Linked DNA regions of Pan troglodytes: region 2 is linked to region 1. A link is a contact called in public HiChIP or PLAC-seq data. All regions are on one chromosome and are shown on one strand. Each heading gives the region's core, a stretch centred on a gene start, on an enhancer-like site or on the middle of the called end of the contact. The rest is flanking DNA. Distances are from core to core; before and after follow the strand shown.

Evidence for each region. HiChIP or PLAC-seq counts read pairs in DNA pulled down with a chosen protein or histone mark.
Region 2: a contact with region 1 is called in an H3K4me3 HiChIP or PLAC-seq map of stem cell-derived excitatory neurons, with 6 times the contacts expected there. The contact joins the promoter of HTR6 here to the promoter of CAMK2N1 in region 1. A contact is called at or near these places in 1 of 7 Hi-C or Micro-C datasets (stem cell-derived neural progenitor cells) and 1 of 1 datasets of contacts at active chromatin or transcription factors (stem cell-derived excitatory neurons).

The regions. Positions count from the first base shown.
Region 1 is chr1:210,713,574-210,716,674 of NHGRI_mPanTro3-v2.0_pri, reverse strand. CAMK2N1 (calcium/calmodulin dependent protein kinase II inhibitor 1) reads right to left here and starts at 1,413. Exons shown (of 2, transcript XM_001160942.7): 1 at 362-1,413. The coding sequence starts at 527.
Region 2 is chr1:211,536,341-211,539,441 of NHGRI_mPanTro3-v2.0_pri, reverse strand. It overlaps HTR6 (5-hydroxytryptamine receptor 6), which reads left to right and starts at 1,438. Exons shown (of 3, transcript NM_001034092.1): 1 at 1,438-2,151. The coding sequence starts at 1,438.

The sequences.
Region 1 (3,101 bases), core at 164-2,663:
CCTGGGGGTCCCTGGGACCCCCTCCCCACAGGGTTGTGGAGCGAGTGCAGCTGTGACTACACTGCGCAAAAGGCGGGGGTGGGGGGCGCAAATCAAAAAGCAAACTTTGCCGCAGGTGGAGACCCCCAGCTGCTGCTAGAAGCCGCCACGCCCCCGGGGTGACCCAGCCGGGGATCCGGCTTAGGGGGACGCGTTCCTGCGACCCGCTTCAGCCGGACCCGCAGTGCGGGATCCCCCAATTCTGCAAGAAGGGATTCCGTCGGGTCTGAACGAGCTCCAGCGGGTGGGAGACCTCCGCAACCCTTGTTCAGGCCGCGGCGCGGGAAAAAGGGGGTGTCAGACAAGGGGGCCGCGAACTCACCCCGCTTGCTCCGGCCGATCTGGCCCAGCTTGGGCGGCCGCTTGTTCTGCCCGGCGCCGAAGAAGTTGTTGGTGTCCTGCAGGCGGCAGGAGAAGATCTGGCCCACGTCGCCGCCGTCGCCGTAGGGGCTCAGCTTCTCGTCGCCGTAGGGCAGCACCTCCGACATGGTCGCGTCCGGGGGCTCCGCCGCGGCGCCTCCTCCGCCCGCGTCCCCGCCCGCGGCGGACAGGGTCAGCGGCGCTGGGGCCGGGGGCGGCCGGCCGGGGACGGCCCGCGGGCTGCTGCGGCGGTGGCGCCGGCGAGAGGCCGGGGGACGCCGCTAGGGCAAGAGCGCAGCACTCGCGCGAGCGGCCCGGAGAGCGCCCGCGGCTGCGCTGCGCTGCGCTCCGGCTCCGCGCGCGAGTGGCTGCTGCTCCGCCAGAGGCGAGCAGGACTCACATCCTCGGCGCGCTGGGGCTCTGGGCGGGGGCCGGGCCGGGCGGGGCCGCGAGCCGGGAGGGAGGAGACGTCCCTGCGAGCCCGGAGGGCGCGGGACCGAGGAGGGCGCACCCCGGGAGCCGGGCGGGCCGGTCCTGCGGCGAGTGCGGGCGGCGGCGCCGGTTCGGGGAGGCAGACTGGGAGCTGCGAGCGGCGGGGCTGCGAGGGGCGGAGGGGGAGGGGAGGGAGAGAGGAGGGAGGGCACCGGGGAGGAAACCCGGAGGGAGGGTGGGGGAGAGAAACCGAGAGGGAGACGGGGCTGAAAAACAGGGACTGAAAGACAGGGAGGCAGGGGAGACGGTGGAAGGAGACAGAGGAGAGGGGGAGAGGAAGGAGAGGAGGAGAAAGAAGAAAAGGTGGGGGGGGGGGACGAGCTAGAACGGAGAGACAGGGGAAAGATGAGAGGAGGAGGGAAAGGATCGGGAGGGAGAGGAAGAGGGTCGGAGAGGGAAGGAAGGGAGAAAGACAGAGGGGGGAGAGGGAGGCAGGGATAGAGGAGGCAGCGAGCTGCGAGGAGAAATGCCGGCCGCGGCGCCGAGGCGAGGCGCGGGGAGGAGGGCGGGAGGAGGCGGGGAGGAGGGGACCCGCGGGCCTCGGGGAGAGATCCCTGCGAGCGGAGCGACGTCACGGGGCCGCGCCGGCCGGCCCGGGCCGCCGCTAGCTTCCTGCCCCCGCCCCCAGCCCCCGCCGTCCCGCTCACGGGTGTTTACGGGGCCCGGAGCTGGTGCGCGCCCGCCCCGCAGCCGGCTCTGCCTCCCGAGGGGACCTCGGGGGGAGTGGGGGTTCCGGGAGCTGGAGAGGGAGCGGACAGACGACGCACACGCGGGGAAGGGCGGAAGCATGCTGACCTCTCTGGGGGGCAGATGCTGCGGGGCAAAGATCGGAGGGCTCCAGGGCGACCCGCGGACACAGCCTCCCCCGCCATCTGCAAACCGGGGAGCCCTTCCTCCCCACCACACTTGCTCCCCAATTCAGACCCTGAGGGCCCAGCCACTGGGGCCTCACACTCTCCTCCCGCCCCGGCTCAGTCCGACCTGGAAGGCCTCACTCCCCCCCGCCCCCGCCCAACTGCGCTGGACTCCGGCTCCCGCAGGGCCTCCAGGAGGGGGAGGGGGAGAGGGAAGGGGCAGCCCCGCCTCCCGCAGGAGAAGGGAGCGCCTCATTACGCCGGGCTCGCCCGGGATGCCTGGCTCCCGGCGTCCGCTGCCTCCGCTGGGGACGTCCCGGGTCTGCCGCCCTCTGCCCTCGGGGGCCTCCCTTCCAGCAACAGCCGTGCGCCCTGTGGAGAGACTATGGCCTCTGAGATGAGGAGCGGGCTCCTCGATGCCGGGAGGGAGACTGGGGCAGCCCCAGAGGCCTGGGAGGCGCATCTGCCAAGCAGATGGTAACTCCGAGGGGGCAAGGTGCATGAGGAGCGCTCATTATCCTCGCCGGAGCCAACAGCACCTGCCCTCCGCTGGAGACCGTCTTTGCTTAGTAGAGCCGGCCTGACCACAGGGAGGGGCAACCACCCCAAGGTCATGCCAGCTGCTGGAGGCAGGGCTAGGAAACACATCCAGGTGGCCCAGGTGAGTCTCACCTGGCTCATCCTGCTGCCCTGCAAGGGGTCCCATCAACAGTGAAAGGAGCTCTCCCCTCCTATCTAGAACTCTGGCGGGTGGGAGCTGGAGGCAGAAGGGGAAGGTTTTTTCCTGGTATAACATCTGGTGGAGGGGGGAGTCAGTCCAGCCCCCTCTCCAAACGGTGTAAAAGGATTGGCTGGCCTCGGGAAGCCAGATTCCATGGGGGGAGGAGGAAGGGAGCAGAGAAAAGGGAGACTGAAGCAATGTGGCAGGTGGAATAAGCATGTCCCTTGGATTTAGGTCTGGGTTTGAATCCCAACCCCGTGGTTTGCTGACTGTGTGACCCTGGGTGGGTCATCTCTCCTCTCTGAGCTTCCATGGTCTCAGCTGTCAAATGGGTATATGGCTAGCCACTACCTGTGTACCCTGCAGGACAGTTATGAAAACAAAAATAAAATCAGGCTCTGATGCCTGGCTGAGAGTGGATGTGCAATAGACATTTGAGAGATGACTTAATGAGTGAGAAAGAACGGTAGCACTTCATTTGTTTCCATTTCAGGACCACATGAGCTGGGAGAATCCTTAGAGATGAGCTGGGCCTATCCCTCATTTCCATATGGGGAAACAGAAGTCCAGAGGACCAGGGGCTAGCCCCAAATCCCACAGCTTGTCGATGGCAGAAGCCTCAGGTCCCCGGACTG
Region 2 (3,101 bases), core at 189-2,688, 820 kb before region 1:
CACGCTCTGTTAGACTAGGAGCGCCAACAGCTCAGGGACTTCATCCTTAGTACCTGGCCCCTTTGGGGATCGGGATGGTTTCTGCGGGAAAGGCCCTGGGGAAGGTTAGCTTCTTGCTCAAACTAACGGTGAAGAATGCCCAGAATTACTAACCCATTTTACAGATATGGGAACTGAGGCCCAGAAGGGTGTCAGGCGATTTGTCCAATATTTCCCAACTCCTGGCTCCCCTGAAAGCCCGGTGACCCCGTTGTGAGTGGGCAGGCACCCATTAGGGAGCAGCCCCTGGATAAGGGCAGGTCACAGCCCCCTGCTCCGAGTTCCGCCTGCGCCGCCGCCACGTGTGGGTTGGGAGGGGCATCTGAGGGTGTGGGGGCTGCCACAGCCCGGGAGGTGACCCCGCGCAGCTGGGGCGCCCTGATCTTCGGCCCACAGGCCCGGGGTGCCGGGACCCCGCCCGCCTGCAGGGCCAGGGCTCGGCTCTCCCCGCCCACCGCGAGGCGGGGCGCACGCTCCGCGGCGCGGGGACCGCGCGCTCCAGGCTGCACCCGGCCTCTCCTCCGCGCGTGCGGGCCCCTCGCGGTGCCTCCCGGGCTCGGGAGACCCGGGCCCGCCGCCCGCCCGGCCTGCGGCCGCCTCTTCCTCTCGCAGCCCCGCGGCGCTTGCCGCAGTCGCAGGCGGCGGAGCAGCCAGAGCGCCCCAGGTACCAGTGCGGGCGGGAGACGGAGGCGACCCTGCGGCCGGGTGGGGAGGGGGCGCCGCGCGGCCGCTGCCCTCCTCTTCCCGCGGGGCCTGGCGGCCCCGGCGAACCCCCGCGCCGCACAGGCCGTGTGCGCCGGATCCCGGTGCCTCCGCGCCAGCTGAGACCTGCCTTTCCCAGGGGGGGCTTTGCTCCGGCCCCTAGGCCCCCGCCCTGCGGACCCCGCCCTGGCACCCCACACGCCCACCGGCCGCGGGGAGCCTGCTCCGGCCCGAGAGCGCCCATTCACCCCCCTCACCCACCTCCCTGCGTTCCCACTTCCCCGCACTCTGACCCGGCCGGACGCCCCTCCCCTATCTTGCCGCCCGCCCCCTCCAGGTGGCTCTGCTCCTACCCCAGGGAGCCCATCCGACCTCTGCTTGACTTCCCGCCGCTTCCTTCAGGGGCCTCCGCTCATCGGGTGCCCCTCCCCAAACTTCCAACCCGTTTGCTCCAGGAGTTCCTGCCCCATCCCCGAGGGCGCCCAAATAGCCACACTGTGTCCTCCTGTAGTCGCTGCCCCCTGATCTAGCGCGACCCAGCGCCCCCGCCCATGTCCCCCCACTCACCTCCCCCGGGGGGCGTGGTGAGTAGCGGTCTGTTCTCACCGACGGTCCCCGTCCAGCCTGCGCTTCGCCGGGGCCCTCATCTGCTTTCCCGCCACCCTATCACTCCCTTGCCCTCCACCCTCGGTCCTCATGGTCCCAGAGCCGGGCCCAAGCGCCAATAGCACCCCGGCCTGGGGGGCAGGGCCGCCGTCGGCCCCGGGGGGCAGCGGCTGGGTGGCGGCCGCGCTGTGCGTGGTCATCGCGCTGACGGCGGCGGCCAACTCGCTGCTGATCGCCCTCATCTGCACTCAGCCCGCGCTGCGCAACACGTCCAACTTCTTCCTGGTGTCGCTGTTCACGTCTGACCTGATGGTGGGGCTGGTGGTGATGCCGCCGGCCATGCTGAACGCGCTGTACGGGCGCTGGGTGCTGGCGCGCGGCCTCTGCCTGCTCTGGACCGCCTTCGACGTGATGTGCTGCAGCGCCTCCATCCTCAACCTCTGCCTCATCAGCCTGGACCGCTACCTGCTCATTCTCTCGCCGCTGCGCTACAAGCTGCGCATGACGCCCCCGCGTGCCCTGGCGCTAGTCCTGGGCGCCTGGAGCCTCGCCGCTCTCGCCTCCTTCCTGCCCCTGCTGCTGGGCTGGCACGAGCTGGGCCACGCACGGCCACCCGTCCCTGGCCAGTGCCGCCTGCTGGCCAGCCTGCCTTTTGTCCTCGTGGCGTCGGGCCTCACCTTCTTCCTGCCCTCGGGTGCCATATGCTTCACCTACTGCAGGATCCTGCTGGCTGCCCGCAAGCAGGCCGTGCAGGTGGCCTCCCTCACCACTGGCATGGCCAGTCAGGCCTCAGAGACGCTGCAGGTACCTGGGGTGCGCAGGGAGACCCGGGCTGTGGGATAGAGAGGAATGAGCAGCCCCTGGGGACCCCCTGGGCATCCCCACTTAGCACACATTTGCTCATGGCCCTGCGTGGCTGTTGTGAGCGCCCACCTTTCTTCTGAACTCCAGAGCCAATGCCTGACCCACCCACCACAGGATAGCTCCGTCAGGATTTGGGGGCAGGCTTCTCCCAGGTACCATGTACAAAAGGGAATTTATGGTGGCCCAACTCTCCCCATCTTTGCCTCCCTGGTCTTCCCCATCATGGCAAATGGCACCATTGCGGCATCACATGCCAGGAACTTAGGAATACTTTTCTCCCTCACCCTCATGCCATTCATTAGCGAGACCTGTTGGCGCTGCTCTAAACAGGTGCCATCTCCCCTGCCACTTCCTACCAGGGAGGCTGTGTAGACTTCTCCTGGCTCCCCTGCTTCTGCCGCAGACCCAGTACTCTCCATCTTCTGCATAGAAGCTGGAGCACTTAAAAAAGAAGTGATCATGTCACTCCCCTGCTTCAGACTCTTCAGGCTTCCCACTGTGCTCCAGATAAAGAAAACCTGTCTCAGGATCTGGCCTCAGGATCCCACACTGCCATCCTCTGCAGTGTCACCTCCCCTCTCCCTCTCTCTTACTCTGCAACAGCCTTGTGGCCTTTCTCACGGTTCTAGAAGGCACTGGGCTTACTTCTGTGCCCAGGTCTTTGCACTTGCTGTTCCCTGTGCCTGGAATGTTCTTCCCCCGGCTGCCTTCTTCCCAGGGGCCATCTTTGACCACCCTGTCTGCAGGCCCATCTGCACTCTCCATCCCTGTTATTCTTCATGAGAACAAGTCATAAAAATGACTTGTTCATTCTGCCTCCCTGACTTGAATATAAGCTCCAGGAGGGTCACACATATTGAGATCAGTTTTTTTGTTTTTTTTTTGAGACG